Linked DNA regions of Mus musculus: all the other regions are linked to region 3. Evidence: chromatin contacts called from public Hi-C and HiChIP or PLAC-seq data. All regions are on one chromosome and are shown on one strand. Each heading gives the region's core, a stretch centred on a gene start, on an enhancer-like site or on the middle of the called end of the contact. The rest is flanking DNA. Distances are from core to core; before and after follow the strand shown. Region 1 overlaps Rbpms (RNA binding protein gene with multiple splicing). Region 2 overlaps Rbpms (RNA binding protein gene with multiple splicing). Region 3 has its middle 9.0 kb from the start of Gm39157. Region 4 overlaps Rbpms (RNA binding protein gene with multiple splicing).

Region 1 (4,857 bases), core at 315-2,814, 190 kb before region 3:
TGCTATTACTCTATGCTTTTCTGTCTCTCCCAGTTGTTGCAAATATGGAATCTTGGCACATCAACAGCTACTTCCTGTAGAGAACCGTAGGAATGCTTTAGCCTTGTACAGAGTGACCACTTCCTTTTCCCTGTCCTCTGGCAGCAGCATTCTGAGTTGGAAGCATTTATCTAGCAGGGATAAACAACTAAACCTCTTTAGGGAATTCTCTCTGCTTCTTGGCATTCTCCCATTTAGTGCCCTGTGATGCTCAAGTGAGGAGACTCCATCTCTAGATGGGGGGTGCCTTTAATCCATAGGCATGGGCCTGGGATAGTCAGAGTTCCATTTATTATTTTCAAATCTAATAGACATCAAAGAACCACACTCTCCCTGGGAGTGGGACTCGGGCAGAAGGTGGCATCACCTTTATGGTGACAGCAACAGTAGTTCCTTGGTGAGCCTTAGCCTCCTAGTTTGACTTCCTCACATCACTGACCTGCCAAAGGGGCTTCTGCAGAAGCAGTGGTCTCCACACCCCTGCCTTGCTCCCCATAGACAACTGGTCCACACATGCCACAAGTCCTACCTCCTCCTAACCCTGAGCACAATCCATCAAACTGTGCTGCAAGGGTTCCAAGAACAGAACGGATCTGCAATTCTCCTGGCTTAGAGAGCCACCTTAGGAACGCAGCAAGCGAGACAGCAACTGTGACTTAGTGTGATGCTGCTTACAGAGACCCCAAGAAAAAGGACAGGATTGGCAGGAACCTGCTGCTATGGGCTGTGCCTGGTGGAGTGGGGACAACAGTCTACGACAGCCTTTGTGCACTGGGCCTACTTACTGCTCCATAGTCAACTCTCAACATCACTCTATCCCTGCACCAAGGCCTGGGTAGCTCTGTTCCTTACACAGATGCCAACATAGCTCTCACCAACTTCTAACTTTCATTCTAAAGCCATTTTGCCTTAAGTAGCAAAATGAAAATGATTCTTTCAATGGTTTTCCCTATCCTTAGATAGGTTCTCAACATTCCTAATGCTATGAGCCTTTCATGTTATGGTGACCCCTAATCAGAAAATTATTTTGTTACTACTTTGTAACTTTAATTTTGCTACTGTTATAAATCTCAATATAAATATTTGATGTGACCCCGCTAAGAGGGTTGTTGGACTCCCCCAAAGGGGTTGAGGCCTTCAGGTTGAGAACAATGCCTTGGTACATTCAAGACTCTGTCTCAAGCTTTTTTTCTCCTTCCCTTTTCTTACCCTTTACCTCTACCCCAGCATTTATAAACTGTCTTTGAAAACTCAACCTTTTCTAGGTCCCTCAATCCTGAAGGGCTTTTCTCTCAACAATGTTGTAGTCGGCAGAGAGGGCCCTGCACAACCAGCTCAGGGGCAGCCTTCTATAGGAAGCTGATCCCTGTAGGGCAGTAAGCGCTGCACCTCTAACAGGAGCTTTTGAAGTTGGGAAAGGAGAAGTGCAGAAACTATAGTCATCAGCTATCCAGAACCAACCGTGGAGATGTGATTCTCACATGGGAAAAGAATGTAGCCACACTGCCATCTATGTCCCAGACGGAACACAAGGTCAGAACCGAGCTATTTCAGTCCCTGTAAACAAGAGCTTTAGCTAGGAATGGAGTTCAAACCTTGGAATGTGTTAACAAGGACATTTAAACAGAATCCAAAGACATCCGGGAACACAAAGCACCACAGAGAGGGACAGCAGGCTGGGGTGACTAGGGGCAGATTCTTTTCATACAGAGAGCCTTTGGGAAAGGGGGCCCAGAGCAGCGTGTAAATCATCTCTCCAAGCCCAGAGGAAAACGCAGCTGGCAACATGGCTCTGCAAACACCTGACAGACTCCTGCGCTTGAACCAGCTCCTGACGGTTGTCCCAACTTCCGCTTCTACACACACCCTACAATTTAAAAGCAGCAACAATCATGTCAAAGTTGCATGTGTTGGGGGAAGTCCCAGCTGTTCACATGTGAAGCCATTGGAGACTGATAGTTTAAAGCACTGATCCTCAACCTGGGGGTAGGTCAAATGACCCTTTCACAGGGCGTCACCTAAGACCATGGAAAAATAAAGACTTATATAGTTCTTAACAGCAGCAAAATTACAGTTATGACGTAGGAATGAAATTAATTTTGTGGCTGGGGGTCACCACAGCATGAGCAAGTATATTAAAGGTTTGCCATGTTGCCATGTTGGAAGGTTGAGAACCACTGGCTTATAAACTATATAAGCCATTTGACTTCACCTGTTTTTGATGTGTAAGCTCACTAGGGCACTCTGCTGACTGACAGCTGAAGGGTACTTACAGGAGAACAACTGTCTGGGGCTTCTACATGGCTAAGCCACACTCCTGGCCAGGACCAGTTAAGCTTCTCCCCGCAACCCTGCTTTCACCATCTGCATGCGCTCTGCCTAACAGCTTAACTTTAACCTGACATTCAGTTTCGCCAGGTCAGGTAAGAAATATTCCCCCCCACCCCCGCCCTGCTGCCCCGAGTCCAAGTAAACAGGAGACATTTGGCAAATTAGTTTTGATACCTGTCTGCTTAATTTAATCAAGCACACATATTTATGATAAGTGAATATTTGAAACACTTCAGTGTTTGTAGTCTTCGGTAGAAGCCAGTCTCCCTGGCTGTTTACTCATCATTTTATCCCTAAGGGCAAATGGACCACCTTCCCTCCTCAGCTCAGGTGTGCCTCAGTCTGACAAGGATGGCTCACATGAGATCACCTTAGATCGGTGTCACCTTAGATTGGAGACAAGAACAGCCTTTACATTCTTGCCTGTCTGTAACCACAGTACCAGTGCCCCCCACCCCCCTCCCACTGCCATCACCTGGTGAGCATTCCAGGGGCACGTGACCCTCTAGTCCTCAGCCCCTGCCTCCACCTACTACTTTAATATTAGGTCCTTCTGGTATCAGGTATGATGTTCCCACCTACTTCTGACAAATGGGCTGGTGGGCCATGAACAGCTCATATTTTGGATGTGTTACTGCATTTATGTCTAGCACTAAGGAACTCTGGGAGAGCACTTGGCCTAGCGCACAAAGAAAACCCACTGGGGAAAACCCACTGCCATACAAACTGCAAGAGAGGCTATAAGGTGATCTTTAAATTACTCCAGAGAAAGGAAAGCCCTTCAAACCAAACCCACCCACGAAGATGGTACACATTATGGGCACTCCCTCTGAGAGCCATGACGAAAAGAGAGAAGTTACAAGGGCATACAGCTAATGGGCAATCACCAATGTCCTACGTGATGTATGACATGTCAGAAAAATACAATGTTGGAGGTGCGCACTTTCTAAACAAGTGCCAAGTACTCAGCATAAAGTCACTCAAGACCCCCCAGATGTGGTAATGGCCTCCTTGGACAGCTGCCTGATCCTCCACCCTCAGCAGCAATCTCTCAGCCTCCCTTTGACTCTTTTTTTTATAGGCACCTCAGAAGGAATGAAATTCACGTCCTTATTTGGGCTGAGGCATGAAGTGTCCCTGGCGTTCTGCTACCCACAGCCAATTTCTGCAAAGCCACTGAAAGCTGCCATATGAGGTAGCAGCGGGTAGGCTGTCTCTGGTAATGAACATTATATTCATTTAATGCCTTCTGCAGAGGGCCAGGCTGGGTGGGACACACCTGTACACTCGCATTTGGAAGGATGAGGGAGGGAGGGAGGGAGGGAGGGAGGGAGGGAGGGAGGAAGTTCCCAAGTTTCACACTGGCCTGAGGCATATAGTGAGAGTCTGCCTTCCTAACCTACTACAGCCTGAAAGACAGGCCATCAAAGCTTACCAGCCAGAAAAGCACTGCCAGAGAGGAGCCCCTGGAGAATCCCACACTCTCATCCTGATTTCAGAAGACCCTCATAAAAATGTCCTCTGATAGAGAAATGGCTTCGTTCCACTTCATGTAATTGGACAGATAGGAAGGGAACATATATGTTATGTCTCAGACTTCCAACAAACTGCTAATTTCAAACAAAGGCTTGGGAAGTGAAAGCGAGAAAAGCGCTTCATTTTCATATGAAATCCCCATAGGCCATGGTGCTACTGGGGTAACTAATGTGAATGGAGCCAGCCTTAAGAAGGCCACGCATGGCGACGCATTGCCGGGCATGGTGGCATAGAACTTTCCCAGGGCTACAGAGGCTGAGGCAGGACAAGATTAAGGCTAGTCTGAGCTACATAGTTTAAGATACTATTTCAATACAAAAAGCACCCATCAATAAACCCAAGGAACAAAACTACCTATTGCTGGCTGACCTAAGTGGTTGGTGGCTGGGAGTGACTGGAAAGGCCTGCCAGACAACTGGAGAAGGTGGTATGCAGGTGCCATGGGCCTATGCAGAGGCTGTAGTTCCAGGAGATACTGGTGCCCATCCTGCCCACACTGGTTGCCACCTGACTTTGGCACTCACCAGCAAGCTCCAGTTTTGCAGAACAGCTGGATGACAGTCGCCACCAGTGAAGACCGCATTAATACCCACAAGACAGATTGCAGCCGCCATCACACACCCGAGACCTGGGTGGACAGAGAGATCTGTTAACTGCACATGGCAACCTTTTCCATGGGCCTCCTGCTGCCCTGGGTCATGCTGACCAGTCTGCTCTGTTGGGACGAGGAGCTGAGCACAGCTGCCACTGCACAAGGACCTTGCAAGCAGCACAGAATGCTTGCAGACAGGAAAGTGATCTTGGAATAGGAGAAGGCCACTGGGACAGAGAAGTTGCTGAGGTAAGGGCCCTAGCACCAGAACCTGGCTGTCTAGCCTGTGGGGACTCTGCCTCTCAAAGCCTGTCAGCCAAATCATGAGATCTGAAGTCCTGCACAGACTCAAGACAGTC
Region 2 (4,955 bases), core at 1,369-3,868, 170 kb before region 3:
CTGTATGTCGTCTTCCCCTTCCGGAAAGTGGAAGATGAAACATGTCTCTGCTGCCCAGTGAGTCACACAGTGTAGTTTGCAAACGTTACACATCCATGGCCTTGAGGCTAGATAATCATTTAAAAATGCTAATGACAGATTTCTGACACTGGCTACAGAGCCACACCATTCTCTGTATAAAATGCTAAGGCAGCACCCGTGCTTTGCTGTCCTGTCTCTTCATCCAACTTGGAGAAGGTGGGAGTTGTGAAAGAATCTTACTAAAGCACAGGCTGGCTAGGCGCTCTGGAGTCTTCTGTCTCTGCCTCCCACGCACAGGGATGACAGGTGTGTGCCACCATTAGATCAGAACCACTGGCATCTGGTGGCACAGAAAGACCTTTAAACCAGAGCGGAGAATGGCTGCTCACGGCTAGAATTGAACCAGAAGTGGATCCAACTCCGTTTTAAGGGCAGGTCCCGTTTCTTGGCTCCTCCCTTCCTTAGGAGCAGAGCAGGAAGGCAAGGAGGATGTGTCCACTAGGGAGATCTGTCAGCCTTGTTCGGATGCGAGCACTTCCGGTGGCGGATGACTTGTTGGCACGAGCATCTTCTAGTGTAAAACTCAGGGTGGCTCCGGAGCTCAAGAAACAGGCAGCAGCGTCGATGAGGCCCGGGCCCTGGGCACAGTCTCCTGGGGCACTCTTTCAGAGTCTGCTCCCATGGGACATACAACTCAGTTGCTATGGGCCTGGTCCTCCCTCACAAACCTCAGCCAGAGATGAAATACCTCGGCTCCAAAATTGTAGCACCGTGAAAACATAAAAAAAAAAACCAAAAACGCTGTAGTCTACTTGAGACCATTTTTTTTTGCTCTGATTAAAATTTTTATTGAAAGCTCTCAAATATTATCAAGAAATAGTTTTTTTTTGCAAAAGGGGGAGGGAGGGGGTTGCTAATAAATTCAACACGGGAGCTCCCTCTGCTGGTCTGCAGTAGGTTGATATGTGACAAACACATTCCCAGAGACAAATCTAATCTGCTGAAGAAGTGGACAAAAGACAGGTGTGTTGGGCTTTGCCTCTGGAGAGAAACACTAGAAGAAAAAAAAAAATCCACGTCTCAAAACAGAGCACAACAATCAAAAAATAAAAAAAATAAAAAATAAAACTAGAAGACTCTCCAAAACATTAAGTTTCCAGAACAAAACACCACTCGGCTAGTAAGGGGCCGCCCACTCTGCTCCCTCCAGTTAGCATCTCGGAAGCCATCTTTGCCTCAGAGTCTCTTCTGACAGATTTCTCATCTACTTAGAGGGGAAAGTTCCAAGGAGTCATTAGAGCGAGGCCTCTCCGAAATTCCAGTAAGAGCAAGTCTCTGGTGAGCCAGCGCCTTGCTGTGTTAGCCAGCAAGGAGAACAGGTGACACTTGCTCGGGTCACCTGTGGAAGCGCTGCGCTTTGGGGACAACCTTCCATCTTCTCAGACCCGTTTCCTCATTGTACAATGGGCTGGGCCTGCTGTCTATAAAGCCTCTACTGGGTCACTCCAAGTCCCAGCCTGGACCAATACATTCGACAAGAATGTTCTCTTAAGTGACTCCAGAGAAGAAGTGGGATTCCAAGACACAGGCCTCTCACCACCGCAGGTCAGAGTTCCACCCAGTCTAGGCTGATGGCTGAGTCAAGAGGATGCCGGGCTGGGTAAGTCTCAAGAGAAGGGGGCCATCTAGGTGATGCGAGCCAGTGAGGCACACGGCCAAGATCCAGCGAATCTTGCACTGTCTCTCCATCCTTTCTCAGTGGCGTAGACTTCCTAACTCTCCCACGAGATCCTTGTTAGAACCTTCACCCTCCATATTCCCCAGTCACTCCTGAGTCCATCTGTTACATCAGGACCAGAGCCAGCGATCCCCGTTCTTTCTGGACACTGCCAGGTCCTGATTCTCCAGGGCAGTGGTGAATGGCCTGGTTGCGGACTACCCAAAGCCACAGATTCTATAGACTATGTGTAACCTTCTATCATTCTATGATGCATGCCTGCCCCTAGTGGCCTCAACTGTTGGTTGCTCCTTTTGAGAGGGGGCACAGCACCCGCACATGAGGTATGGGACACACACAAAAGGGGCTTTTAGTTGCTCTTTGCTGTCAACAAAGATCAAAAATATAAAGGACTAAGTGACAGACAGTCACAATTTAGCCCCCCACTTGCCCGCTATCTGTCGGCTATGACGGCTACTGAATACTGAGGCAGGGATACTGGGCAGAGCACAGAAAAGCAAAAGGCACGTCTGGTCGTTGACTTCAGCTTGTTTCCTGGACCACGGCCACTGCCGGCCACTCCCTGCCACCTTCAGCACGTTTTTCCTCATTCCTCACACTGCTGTGTAGCTTCCCCAGGGAGGATATTTTGGCCTGTGGCACAGGCACTGACTGAGGGCTTCCTGCCTGCCTACAGCTGATAGGCCCCCGGAGAGCAGCTCAGAAGGGCAGCTGCCAATGCAGGCAAGAAACCCACTGCTCTGTCAGATTTAGAGTTAAAGAGCACTCAGCCCTAAGCACTTGGGGCTGCTCACAGGGGTTTCTTACAGGGGCCTTAACCAGGACTGTCCTGTGCAACATGTTTCACCAAGCCCTGGAAACAAATACCAGGCAAAATAAACATAGCCCCACCTGACCGGGCTGATAAGCTAAAAAGATCGACTGTATTTGTCTAGTGTGCATTTGTGTGTAGAAGGCAAGGGACAACCGGAAGTCAGTTCTCTCTTCCATCGTGTGGGTCCTGAGGACTGAACACAGGCTTTGGCAGCAAGCCTGAGGAGCCATCTCGTCAGCCCCATAGCCCCGCAAGTTTTAAAAGGCCAGGCGGAATGGAGGATTAGTGAGAAATACGTACAAGTGTTTTACTTGTTAATGACTGGCATTTTCCATAGGTCAATCAAATGAGGGGTTACTTCCAAGGGTGAAGGTCAGCTCTGATTATTATCCTCATACGAGACAGACCTCAGGGAACCACAGCATCCGGGGGAGAGGAACCTTCCTATGCCTCAGACTGTTCTTAACTAAGCAAGAGAAGCTCGCAGCAGATGGCTACCTTTGCCACACACTGGGCAATGAACAAGCTTTTGTCTTTCCTAGAATATGTTTCAGGCTTCTCCATGGAAGCCTCTCTCTGGTCTCTCAGCTCCCTGGGGACAAGAGCGCAAGCCTTTTAATCCACACACGCCAAGCACACATTAAAACCTGTGTCAAGTGCACGCCTCCCTTCCACACCGGATGCATGGACACACGCACTCACGCACGCCTTATGCCCCTGTGGTGCCCTTTTGCTAGCTGGGAGCCAAGGAGGGAAACCTGCTCGGTCTTTGAGTGTGGCATGAGGGTGAGATCATTAGGGAAGAGAGAGGTGGTCCTTTGGGGGCAGACATCAGGCAGTGGGTGGGGTCATGGCTGTCAGATGGTCCTCGGAGGTCCCGGAAGGGGGTCAGCTGGTCGGAGAGGGAAACCATTCACTTCCTGGAGGTGGATCTGTTAGCTGGGTAGGTGTTAGTCACATGGTGTGCTCTGGGGGACCGGGTCTGAAAGGGCTGGTGGTGGGGTGAGTGGAGAGGTGGCCGATGGGCATAAATTACCTGGGCATGCAGTGAAGCGGGGTAGGTGAAAGCGGCAGGAGGAGGAAGAGCAGGCGCTAACTCCGCTGGGTACAGAGGGTACGGGGCCCAAACTTCAGGGCTACTGGGGTAAAGTGCAGGTACTGTGAGCTCATCTGCAAGAGAAGAATAAGGGAGAGTTAGAGGTTACCACAGGGCTGTGTTCACATCGGAAAACTAACACCCAGCAACCCTTGAGCCCGATCAATGCCAGAGGTCAGAGGTCAAACACCCTCCTCCTCCTCGTCCTCCTCCCCCCCACAATCTGATGCTTTGCTTCCCACAAACTCTAAGCAAAGCACTTTAAGTACAGAGCAAATTTGTTTAGCGTCTGCTGCCTGCCTGGCGAGGTCGGTCGTGGGTCTGGGCTCTGCCCTCGAAGCTGTGTTGTCTCTCCAGCTTTTTAGCTGGGGACCCAAGAACAGTGGGAACTTCCTGCTGAAACAGAGCATGGTCCCCTGAGGAATGGAAGAGAGAGAGAGAGAGACAGACAGACAGACAGACAGACAGACAGACAGACAGACACAGTGTGTGCCTGCAGGAGACATCTCACGAGAACCTTCTGCATGCCTTTCAGGGAACGATGGGTTACCGGCGGGACCCCAACAGGCCAGACCTCCAAGGCCGTGTGTGTGGATATCAGTATTGTTATGGCCAAATAAACCATGATAAGGCACTTTCCATTTTGTCCTCAAAGTACAGGGCCAAATACTGGGACCACAGGACACTTAGAACATTACAAACTAAAATGTCCTGAATGTCCCAATTGAATCTCCCGAAAGATGGAGTAAGGAGGTTTATAAGTGGCTTCTTCTGACTGCCTGGGCTAAAAGTTCCCTGTGTAGCCCAGACTCTATTCAAGCCAACCTGCAGTGGTCCACTGCCCAGCAGCCCACTGCATCCGTGAGCAAGCTGTTAAAAGCAGTAAGCTCTGCACGAGCAGACCCACGACCGCTCGCTGGACCTTGAAGCAGCAGTCTCGGTATTTGCTTTTCTCACCTGTCAACATCTGAAACCACACACACTGAGATGCTTCCCAAGACAGCCGAGGGAGGCAGGAAAGGGTGACTGTAAAAAGCCATTAGTAACTGCCACACTGGACGACCCAGAAATGCAGGGGACGTGTGTGTGACCAGAGGGCAAGGGTTACTTCCCTTCTAGCCATCTCTAAGCAACCAGCCACCCTCCATCCTCCCCCACCTCGGAAATGCTGGCTTTTGTCAGGACCTTTAATACTAGGGAAGGGCACGGAGGATAGCAAATGCTATCTATGCTGGGTGTGCTGTGGGTATAGACCCACGACCAACGGGCCTGCAAGTATGTGTGCA
Region 3 (4,954 bases), core at 1,395-3,894:
GAAACATCTTTCTTCATAAACTCAAGGATATATAAATATGTAATTTTTTGATACAGACTTGTGTACACACACACACACACATTTTGAGATAAGGTCCTACTATTAACTCGTTTGTAACTGGGTCTAACTATTAACTACTGTGAACTAGCCAGTTTGATACTCACTATGTAGCCCAAGCTGGCCTTGAACTTGTGGCAATTCTCCTGTTTTAGCCCCCTGAGTGCTGTGATTGTATTCATACCCCACCACACAAGCTTTACTATATTTTGATTAATGGAGAGGTAATCAAAGACTTAAATCAAAAAACAAATCAGAGACTATGTCATCATGAAGAGATTTCTTTTTTTTTTCTCTCTTTCTTTTTTGAATCACACAGCAGCTTGAACTGATGAAGATAGCAGTGGTATAAACTCAGGACTCAAATGCACAGCACACTAATTGTGCACTTGCTGTCTTCCCAGCCCGGCTTAAAGTGTGGAAGCTGACGTGTATAGACCAGAACTGAGACTCACTCTTTTTATCTATTTAAATTTTGACTCCTGATGTTGGTGGGAAACTGGCTCATAGGCAAATGATTTCAGATTAGCTTCCATGTGTGGGAGGGACTTCCTTGTCAAACTTCGCCTGTTAGGCAGCGCCCAGGCCATTCTTTTTCTTGACCCCATAGACATCCAAGGAGTGAGGGTCCAGATAGAAAAGAAGTAGGGCAACGGAGAGAACCTGATCAATATGCACAGGGAAACCGGTTTCACTCACAGGGTTTTGTTGTTTCTGTTGTTATTATGTGTGTGTGTGTGATTATACAGTGTGTACACACGCACACACACACACACACACACACACACACACACACACACACACACGCACCTGGTGCCTGAGGAGGTCAGAAGAGGGTGCTGGAATTGGAGATATGGAGAGTTGGTAGTTGCCATGTGGGTTCTGAGAACCAAACATAGGTCCTTTGAAAGAGCAGCAAGTGCTCTCAACCACTGAGCCGTTGCTTCAGCCCCTGAATACTGGTTTTCTTTAATTGTTTTTTCTTTTCTATGAATGCTTGCACTTTCTGGAACCACAAGAAATCACTGACCCTAACTCTGGGGCTTGTCCATTTCTGTTGCACAGTTAAATGCTCACAATGCTCCCTGGAGTCTTTCTAATTTTCTAAGACACAGGAAAGGAAACTGAACTTCAGAGTCCGTCCTACAGCAGGTGGGGAGGTGAGTGAATGTGTGTGTAGTGTGTGTGTGTGTGTGTGTGTGTGTGTGTGTGTGTGTGTGTGTCTTTTCCCAAACATCAGTAGTCCCTCAGATCATAGGACCAGTTACATACATACTATAAAACCACTTTCCTGGGGCTGGAGAGATGGCTCAGTGGTTAAGAGCACTGACTGCTCTTCCAAAGGTCCTAAGTTCAACTCTCAACAACCACATGGTGACTCACAACCATCTGCAATGAGATCATATGCTCTCTTCTGGTGTGTCTGAAGACAGCTACAGTGCACTGATACATAAAATAAACAAATCTTTACAAACAAACAAACAAATAAATAAATAAATATATTATTGAAGTTAGTTTGGTCATATCCTTGCCTTCTTTCTTTTTAACTCTTACCCGTTGCCCATCTGTCTTGGGGTTGCACTGGAGGTGAAATCAAGCAAGGATCTCCTGACTCACAGCCTTGTTCCCTCTTGAACTTTGCCACACTTGGTTGCTGCCTGTTTTATTGACAATGACCGGAATCACATTTATACAGCCAAATATGCTGTGTGCCATGTTGACCTGAAGTTATTGAAAGCGCTGAGGACTGGAGAGGGCTTGATCAAGAGCTCTGGCTGCTCTTGCAGAGGACATGAGTTCAATTCCCAGCACCCACTTGGTGGCTCACAGCTCTAACTCCAGTTCCAGGGGATCCAATGCTGTCTTGTGGCCTCTCTGGACACCAAGCATGCATGTAGTACACATACATACAGACAGACAAAACACCTACACACATGAAATAAAATAAATCTAAAACTTAAAAAAGAACTGACAACTTTTCGGTTAAAAACATCTCTTCTAGATCTTTTCCCATGAGAAATACACTTTTCTCTATTTTTACTGTTTATTGTTTTAATGATTATTTTTTAAATTGGCTTCAGGCTTATCTCTCTGTAAACAAACAAAAGGGACTTTCCTTCCTGCTGGTTTTCACAGACTTTTCGAGAGCAACGTTTACTATTCTTTCAGAGCTGCAACGACTCTTGCTCTTCCCCAAGACCCCGGAACGTGGGACACATTGGGCTTCAAAGGTGATTTAAAGTTCCTATTTTTCTGAGGTGCATTCTGGGGGATTTCTCCTCAACCTTTCTTATCTAAGTGCATACAAAGAGCAAGCACAACTAAACAGTCAAGGAGCAACAGTTTTAATCCCAGGCGTCTGGGGGTTAAGTGGGTTTGCAGACTGGGCCCCTCCCCTGAGCGTTACCTGCCACCCCATCTGGATTCACTTAGAGGCCACCAGCCAGTTATCTGCCTCCCTCTCCAGCAAAGCTCTTCACGGGATTCCTGACAGCACTTACTTAGCCAGACCTACTGGGCAGAACGTGATCCCTAGATGATAGTGCATCATAAATCCGCCTGCCCTGCCTCGCCTCAGCGGGCATGGGACCTCCACGTGACTCATTCCACAGGCTTCCTGTGAGATTAGACAGGTGCTCGCTGGGAATTTGAATAGCTTTAGATCCAGCAGTTCTGCTATTTCTGGTGTGGGCAGTGATGACTGCTCACCCAGGAGGGCAGGACCAGTGGCCAGCCTGTCTCTAGCGTTAACATCATCTGTCCCGCTTGCTAAGGAGCCTGCGTCGAGGACGCTACACCAAAGGAATCGCTGTTCTTGGAGTCTGCTGTCTCTATCATGTACCTAAAATAACTCCGGAGACACTGATGAGGGCATCACTGACAGACATGATTGGCTTCAAGGGCATCTGAAAGACCGAGCTTGCCCTCTGATTTAGGAGGCCTGGGGGGGGGGGGTTCTTCTGCGTTGTCTCTGGCAGCCTGCCATTTGCCTCTTCTACATGGCAATCTCTCCTCCGACTTCAGCTCCTGGGATAGAGATCCTATCTGAGGGGTCTGGTCAAGGAAGTTACCCGAAGCGACCACCTGCTCTTATCATTCCACGGCTGGGTTGCGCAGCCTCTTCTCTAGGTCGCGATTTATAATCTGATACTTGTTCTCTTCTGGTGAGTTCTGTGTGCCACACTTAGCTCCACAAAACTCCACAACCTTTGGTTGGTTTCCCTCCTCTTCCTCTTCACCTGCCTTCTTCTTACTACACCCCCAACCCCCAATGCCTAGCCCATAGTGCTTAACTGGTTCATAGTAAGTTTTAATCAAATTCCATTAGTAAATTCAATGATGAGATTTTTTTTTTTTTAAACCGCCTTCCCTGCCTCTTCTTCATTATGGGCTGCATAATTTTCGGATTTTCTTGAGCATACTTTTAACCTCGTTTGAGAAAAGCACACATCTAAAGCTTTCTATCTACCAATAGACGCGTGGTTTTTCAGAGATGGTGGTATTTATTAGATATCTCATTCCTGTAAGTCCTGATGCCTTTGCTCCCGCTGTAATGCAGCCAGAGTCGTTGAACTGACCATTCTCTTGGCAAAAAACAAACAAAATATCTAGACTGAAGGCTCACAAGCAGAAATACTTCAAGGAGCTCAGAAGGAAAATATTAGAAACATTTGTTCATCTTCTTTAATCTCCTGATAAGAAATAGAGGTAAGTCTGAGTAATAAGTAATACGTGTTGACAGCTCTTTATACATGGACGTTTCATGTCTGGAAGCAGTTTATGTGTAATTATATATTAACATGCATATGTTGGGGGAGACATGCTATGTATAAATAGAGGTTCTCAGTTTAAAAGGAGTAGATTGGAATACCTTATAGAGAGCTAGAGAGATGGCTCAGCTGTTACAAGCATTGCTGGTCTTGCAGAGAACTGAGTTCAGTTCCCAGAACCCAACACCATACTGTGGCTCATAACCACGCGGAACCTCAGTTCCAGGAGATCCGTTAGGCACTCACATACGGATGTGCAGGCCAAATATCCATGCACACAAAGTAAAACAAACAAAATAAAACAATAAAAATTCATATTCATGTAAATTGCTTTTAAAAAATTAAATTTGGCTTTGTTTCATTTTTGAGAAAGGGTCTCACTAGCCTAGAACTTGCTCTGTGGACCAGGCTGGTCTCATACTCACAGAGACCCACCTACTGCTGACGCTTGAGTGTTGGGATTAAAGGTATGTGCCACCACACTGGTTTATGTGCGGTTTTAAAGGTAGGAATTACGGAATCACTCATTTGCATTGCCTAGCATCGTGGTTAGAACATACAGACAGGGGACTTCTAGATGCTTTCTTAACAAGGTCAAACTTTGCAGGGGACACTTAGTTCCAGGCAGTCAAAATTTTGATGAAAAAATAAATAAAAAAGAAATCAAGTTTATACCTTTAGTCCCTCTGCCTTCCACCCCTTAACAGGGTTTCTCTGTGTAGCCCTGGCTGTCCTGGAACAAGCTCTCTAGACCAGGGTAGTCTTGAACTCCGGGATTTCCCTGCCTCTCAAGTGCTAGAATTTAGGGTGTGGCCACTGTCACCCAACACATTCGGTCTTACATTGATTGCTCAAGGTAGCATCTTTTTTTTCTCTCTTCTCCATACGAGCCCCTCTCCTTCCCAGTCCAGAAGGCTTAACGTTTATTTATTCTATGTATGTGAGTACAATGTCACTCTCTTCAGACACACCAGATGAGGGCATCAGATCTCATTCTAGATGGTTGTGAGCCACCACGTGGTTGCTGGGATTTGAGCTCAAGACCTCTGGAAGAACAGTCAGTGCTCTTAACCACTGAGCCATCTCTCCGGCCCTCAAGGTAGCATCTTTTAGCAAACACTGATCAT
Region 4 (4,771 bases), core at 978-3,477, 150 kb before region 3:
AACCTTCCCTTGAGTTCCAGGCTACCGAGGGCTACACATGGAGTCCCTGAATGATACGCTGCCCTCATCACCCTCCAAAGTTAGTTAGGAAGGAAGACTTTCCTAAGCCTGCAAGGAAGAACACTTGGCCGTAGCCATACGATGTTGACCCACCAACTAACGGGGGAAGAGCAGCAACCCAAATGCTCTGTAAAAATAAAACTGGATTACATCTGACATTCACCTGCTACACCACAGAATATTTCTGTCTTCCTAATCCTGAAGGGGTGATCTTGTGATACGGCTTTGTTAGCTCTGACTGCAATCATGTGACTAAAAGGAAAGTTAAATGTTTCTGTGAAGGTCACTCAATGTGTCAAGAACAGGCAGAGCCAAGGCTACCTACCTACCATCACCCACATAAGTAAAATCTGGTGCCATGCCAAGTGTGGTCGGTCAGCATACATAGGAGTCAGATGCCATTAGACTAGGCTGCAGCACTTCCTTCATGTCCAACAAGGCCAAGACTCCCTAACAACTGCGATGGCCACCAACTTCTTGGATTAATGGGTCTGGTGGGCAGCAGCCACAGCTAGCTTCATTCTTTCCTAGTACATTACTGATTCCCCGTTTCATTCAACAGGGTATCCATTGAGACCTGAGAGCAACTGCTTGTGGTACAGTTGAGTCAGAGGACACGCTTCCTTTAAAGATGGCGGAGAACTTTCACTGTGAGAACACTGGCAGCCTTCACGTCAGTTCCTCGGAGCCAACAGCAGGAGCCCTCAGAGCTTTGCCAGCCCGAGAATGAACCAGGAGCTCCACCTGACAGGTGGTTAAACAGACCAACTGTGCAACATAACTGGACCCGCTGGGCCACACCCACTTGGCCGTTTAGCCTGGGATAGGATTCTCAGAAAACAGTGATGCTAAATAGGATACAAAAGTCACAGTTCCCAGAGGGACCTCTGGTGGATGGATGATAAGGTCAGCTGAGTCACAGGCTGTTTGTCAAGGCTGTCGTAAAAAGGAGCTATATAAAGGGAAAGCATGCTTACTTTAATTTTCTCAAGAATCACTGTTATCTGGGTTTTCCAAAAAAAAAAAAAAAAAAAAAGAGAGGGAAAAAAAGGCTTTCTGATTGTAGTTGTGGGGACAGGGTTTTGGGGAGGGTACCCCAAAACCCACTATGTAGCTCAAGCTGACCTCAAACCTCTTGCCACCTTCTACCTCATCTCACCACACCCCAGCACCCACCACCCCGTGCTGGGATTACAGGTGTGCACCACCACATCCAGCTTCAAGTTTGTTTTGCCAGGAGCTGCCCAGGAGTTTTCACTGTGCCATGGAGACTATCTGAACACTTCAGAACTCTGTTCTATTGCCATGCAAGGGAAATAAATGAACAGAGAGCTGAGCTCTGCCGACATGCGCTCAAGGGCCTAAGGGTGGCCAGTGTGCCACCCGGATGTAGCTTTGGGAGCAGGCCGTCTCTCTCATCCTTAGATACATTCTGCACAGGTTTGAATTCTATGAAAAGCAGTCAGCATAGATACGAAAAGCTGAAGTTTAATTTGTCACCACGGCGACACTTCCTATTTGAATCAATCACGTTCATGGGATGAGAACCAAGGCAGGCAATTTCTATACACAAAAAACCCCAAAGCATCCGAAAGTATTTTTTGTAAATGTCCTGTCAAGAAAGAAAACTTCCAGACACAAAGAAACATAAGTGTACATATTTCCAGGATTAAGACATCAAAATTCAAACCTCAATCTACTCATCCACGTATTTTAATATAGGTTTGTTTATAAATAAATACGTATATCAGAAAGGACTGGCTGTATCCTCTGTAATGCAACTGCTCTATAAAATGCAGCTGTTTAGATTTCCTTCCTAAATAGGCAAGCTTCTCTAAGAGACAAAAAAGAAAAAAACACACCCCACCACCCCTACCCTTCCCCACGATGACTTTCTTTTCTGGCTTCACAAGGACCTTTGTGTTTGGCAGTGGCAGGGATGAAGCTCTTATCTCCTGTTTCCCTGCCAGCGCCAGCTTTCTTAAGCTGACTGGGGCTCCAGATAATTAGCTCTCGGGAGGATCTGATTGAATTCGACACGCATATGACACGGGGTGAGCGAGGAGGCCACGTGCCTTTTAACTACGCAGAGAAGGGTACGGCCGGGGAGGCCGGCAGAGAGGGTCAGGACTGCGTGCTCTGGAAGAAGACAGGAACCACGAGGCAGAACATTCCGGCTAACTGTGCGTAGCCTGCACGGCTAGGAGTGCCCTGCCACATCCAATCACATACGGCTCCGTAATGAAAGGAAAAACTTAAAGTCTATCTCACGCCTCAGTTCTGCCACTGATAGAGCTGAACAAAGAAAATGAAGTCAGCCCCTCTGAAGTTACTCACTAAAGGCAGAAGTCTTCATCTCCACAGTTAAAGGCATAAGCTCGATCACGTGAGGCAAAAATCTCGCTCAACAATTAGCCAGCGTCCTTAAATAATTCGAAACAGAACACCAGACTTTGCTAAAGCTTCACTGGACCTGGAATGCTGAGCGGACTGCCCGCGTCTACTACAAACCCTCTATGCGGCCACTGCTCCCCTACGGTGCTCAACACAGGTCAGCTTGCTCCCAAACATCAGTTTCTTTTACTTTCAGTATTTCTCCAAAGCCAAGGAACTGGTGTCCTTGGGCAGAGTACGTCAGTGCAGTAACCCAGTTGCTCTTCCCAAGAACGAGGGCAGGGGGGACGACAGTTCCAGGCCACCCTCCCAGGGGCCAACGGCACAGCAAGCCAGCCCAGGAGATGCAAATCTGGAAGGCGTATCTCGGCTCGAGCTGAAGCACTGTTCTACAATGGCCGATCTCCAACAAGAGTGCCCTCAGAATTTAGACAGGAGGAACAGGCCATTTCTTCACCAACATGGAAAACAAGAACCAGCTAGCCTGGCAGCCCACGGTGTCGTCTCGAAAGCACCTCTTAACAGTCCTTTGCTGTGGCTGATTTTCAAAAGGAGGAGTAGATCGACTTACATGGCTCCCTGGCAATGAACTGAGGTACAGTGTTGGGCAGAGGAGTACTGGGGTTTGGAGTCCCTACGAGTTTGTTCTTGGCCATCTTCGTGTTTGCCTTAGCAAACTCTAGTCGTAGCGTTTGCGGGATTTCAGGATCGAAGCGGATGCCCTTTGGAAGAAAAAAAAGAAAGAAAGAACAAAGGGGAAGATGTAAACCAGAATGGTGACAAAGTAAACACATCATAAACTCTGACCTATCAGGGAATGGGGTTGGCAAGGGCTCTCAGCCTCAGCATTTACCCAGAACACACAAAACTCACAGTGCAACATGGCCAGGGAGCCAGGCAGACTTGGCCACTAGGCTCTTCAGTTACGTAGACATGCAAACATCCCCGTTCTTCCTGACCATTCTCCAGTCTGATTTAAAAATCCCAACCAACAAGTTCCTAACACAGCTTAAAAGCATGGACGGGCGGCTGCTACTAAGCATGAAGACTATGACTGTGCCCCAGTGAGTGACACTGGCGAGGGGCAGCACTGGAGAATGACACTGAAATCTGGAGGAGGTTGCACTCTGAATGGACATTAACGGTGAAGTCTTCAGTGCTTTTAGCGTGGTTCCCATAGAGAAAAGGCATTCTGTCTCCAATTCAGCTTTACAAAGGCAGTACAAGGCCACACATGCTGGGAACACATAGCTAGAGCATGTCGAATGTAACCGTTATCATTTGATTCTAGGTACTTCATGAATTTGCTAGACTCAGGAGTGGTGAAATCCCGAAGAAGTCTTTTATGGTTGGCTTTCAAGATACAACAACGGATTCCATAAGCCTGACATGAAATCAAGTTGAGCTGCTCATCCCCATCACTGCAACTGACCTTTAAAAAGCAAGAAAAGCTTTCAGCAAGTATGTTAGCGCACGCCTTCAATACCAGCCAGAAAGGCAGAGGCAGGTGGCTCTGAGTTTGAGGCTGGCCTGGTCTGCAGAGTGAAGTCCAGGAAAGCTAGGGCTACAAGAAAAAACTCCTGCCCCACCAAGAGAAAACAACAAAGACCATGTTTAGGAAAGCGGACTCCAGGCACTCTAAACTACAAGATCTACACATCAAGTGGGCTTCAGGACTCCCTCACTCAAGAACGTCTCCATGACCAAGCAAAACTAGCAATCTAGTGGAAACCGTTCAATGCCAGGAAATCTGAGTACTACCAACAGTGTCAAAAAGACACACCAGATCAGACCCCGCGTCTGTCTCAATCCTAAAATTGGATTATGCTAAGAATACAAACTTTTCATTTCTGTGGCCAAGAGGTCCCCACAACCCTTCCTTAGTTTTCATTTAACTCGAGACTTTCCTGTATGTGCACCACACGATACCCGCCTTTCTTCGTTTAAAGAAAAGTTAGGACTGGTTTTATAGGAAACTAGTAAGACTCTCGTAGCTCTGCAGACCAGTGACTCTGAACTTCACAGGTTCGGCTCCAAAGACACAGGAAGAGCCAGTGACTGACAGTCACCAGAACCCGCATTGGGCAGCTGCGGGCAGACAACAGCCCTGACCCAGAGATAACCTGCAGTAGGAGAACCTAGTCCTGACTTGGTTATTTTCTGAGAAGACAACCATTAAGGCTAGATAACACTAGGAGGGGCAGTGAGCACTGCATCTGTATACATCTAACCAGCAAGGTCAAAAAGAGAAGGACCAGGTTTATGAAATATAAAAAAAAAAAAATCAAACTTGGGGGACGGGGGGCTGGAGAGATGG

What was found. Hi-C and Micro-C count contacts between places; a contact is called where the count stands out from the background. HiChIP or PLAC-seq counts read pairs in DNA pulled down with a chosen protein or histone mark.
Region 1: an H3K27ac HiChIP or PLAC-seq map of heart atrium shows a contact between it and region 3, with 6 read pairs. The contact joins two enhancer-like sites. A contact is called at or near these places in 6 of 484 Hi-C or Micro-C datasets (embryonic stem cells, haploid embryonic stem cells, liver and 2 more), 3 of 115 datasets of contacts at active chromatin or transcription factors (heart atrium, liver and pancreatic cancer cells) and 1 of 9 other capture datasets (adipose tissue).
Region 2: a Hi-C map of liver shows a contact between it and region 3, with 2.4 times the contacts expected there. The contact joins two enhancer-like sites. A contact is called at or near these places in 8 of 484 Hi-C or Micro-C datasets (the G1E-ER4 cell line, cardiomyocytes, embryonic stem cells and 4 more), 3 of 115 datasets of contacts at active chromatin or transcription factors (liver, pancreatic cancer cells and stem cell-derived neural progenitor cells) and 2 of 9 other capture datasets (adipose tissue and pancreatic islet).
Region 4: a contact with region 3 is called in an H3K27ac HiChIP or PLAC-seq map of heart atrium, with 5 read pairs. The contact joins two enhancer-like sites. A contact is called at or near these places in 2 of 115 datasets of contacts at active chromatin or transcription factors (extraembryonic endoderm stem cells and heart atrium) and 2 of 9 other capture datasets (adipose tissue and liver).

What each region holds. Positions count from the first base shown.
Region 1 is chr8:33,784,962-33,789,818 of GRCm38.p6, forward strand. All of the region lies in intron 7 of Rbpms (RNA binding protein gene with multiple splicing), which reads right to left. Among named protein-coding and RNA genes, the nearest start is that of Smim18, 40 kb to the left of the region's middle. Within about 2 kb of position 1,565, at least 49 of the 459 cell types and tissues checked have an H3K27ac peak or open chromatin away from gene starts, as enhancers often do. A contact at or near this core is called in adipose tissue, heart atrium and liver, where this site is marked.
Region 2 is chr8:33,803,108-33,808,062 of GRCm38.p6, forward strand. Rbpms (RNA binding protein gene with multiple splicing) reads right to left here. Exons shown (of 8, transcript NM_001042674.2): 6 at 3,610-3,743. Among named protein-coding and RNA genes, the nearest start is that of Smim18, 58 kb to the left of the region's middle. Within about 2 kb of position 2,619, at least 54 of the 459 cell types and tissues checked have an H3K27ac peak or open chromatin away from gene starts, as enhancers often do. A contact at or near this core is called in adipose tissue, cardiomyocytes, liver and 1 more, where this site is marked.
Region 3 is chr8:33,976,072-33,981,025 of GRCm38.p6, forward strand. No RefSeq gene overlaps it. Among named protein-coding and RNA genes, the nearest start is that of Gm39157, 9.0 kb to the right of the region's middle. Within about 2 kb of position 2,645, at least 78 of the 459 cell types and tissues checked have an H3K27ac peak or open chromatin away from gene starts, as enhancers often do. A contact at or near this core is called in adipose tissue, cardiomyocytes, heart atrium and 2 more, where this site is marked.
Region 4 is chr8:33,831,279-33,836,049 of GRCm38.p6, forward strand. Rbpms (RNA binding protein gene with multiple splicing) reads right to left here. Exons shown (of 8, transcript NM_001042674.2): 5 at 3,026-3,176. Among named protein-coding and RNA genes, the nearest start is that of Smim18, 86 kb to the left of the region's middle. Within about 2 kb of position 2,228, at least 82 of the 459 cell types and tissues checked have an H3K27ac peak or open chromatin away from gene starts, as enhancers often do. A contact at or near this core is called in adipose tissue, heart atrium and liver, where this site is marked.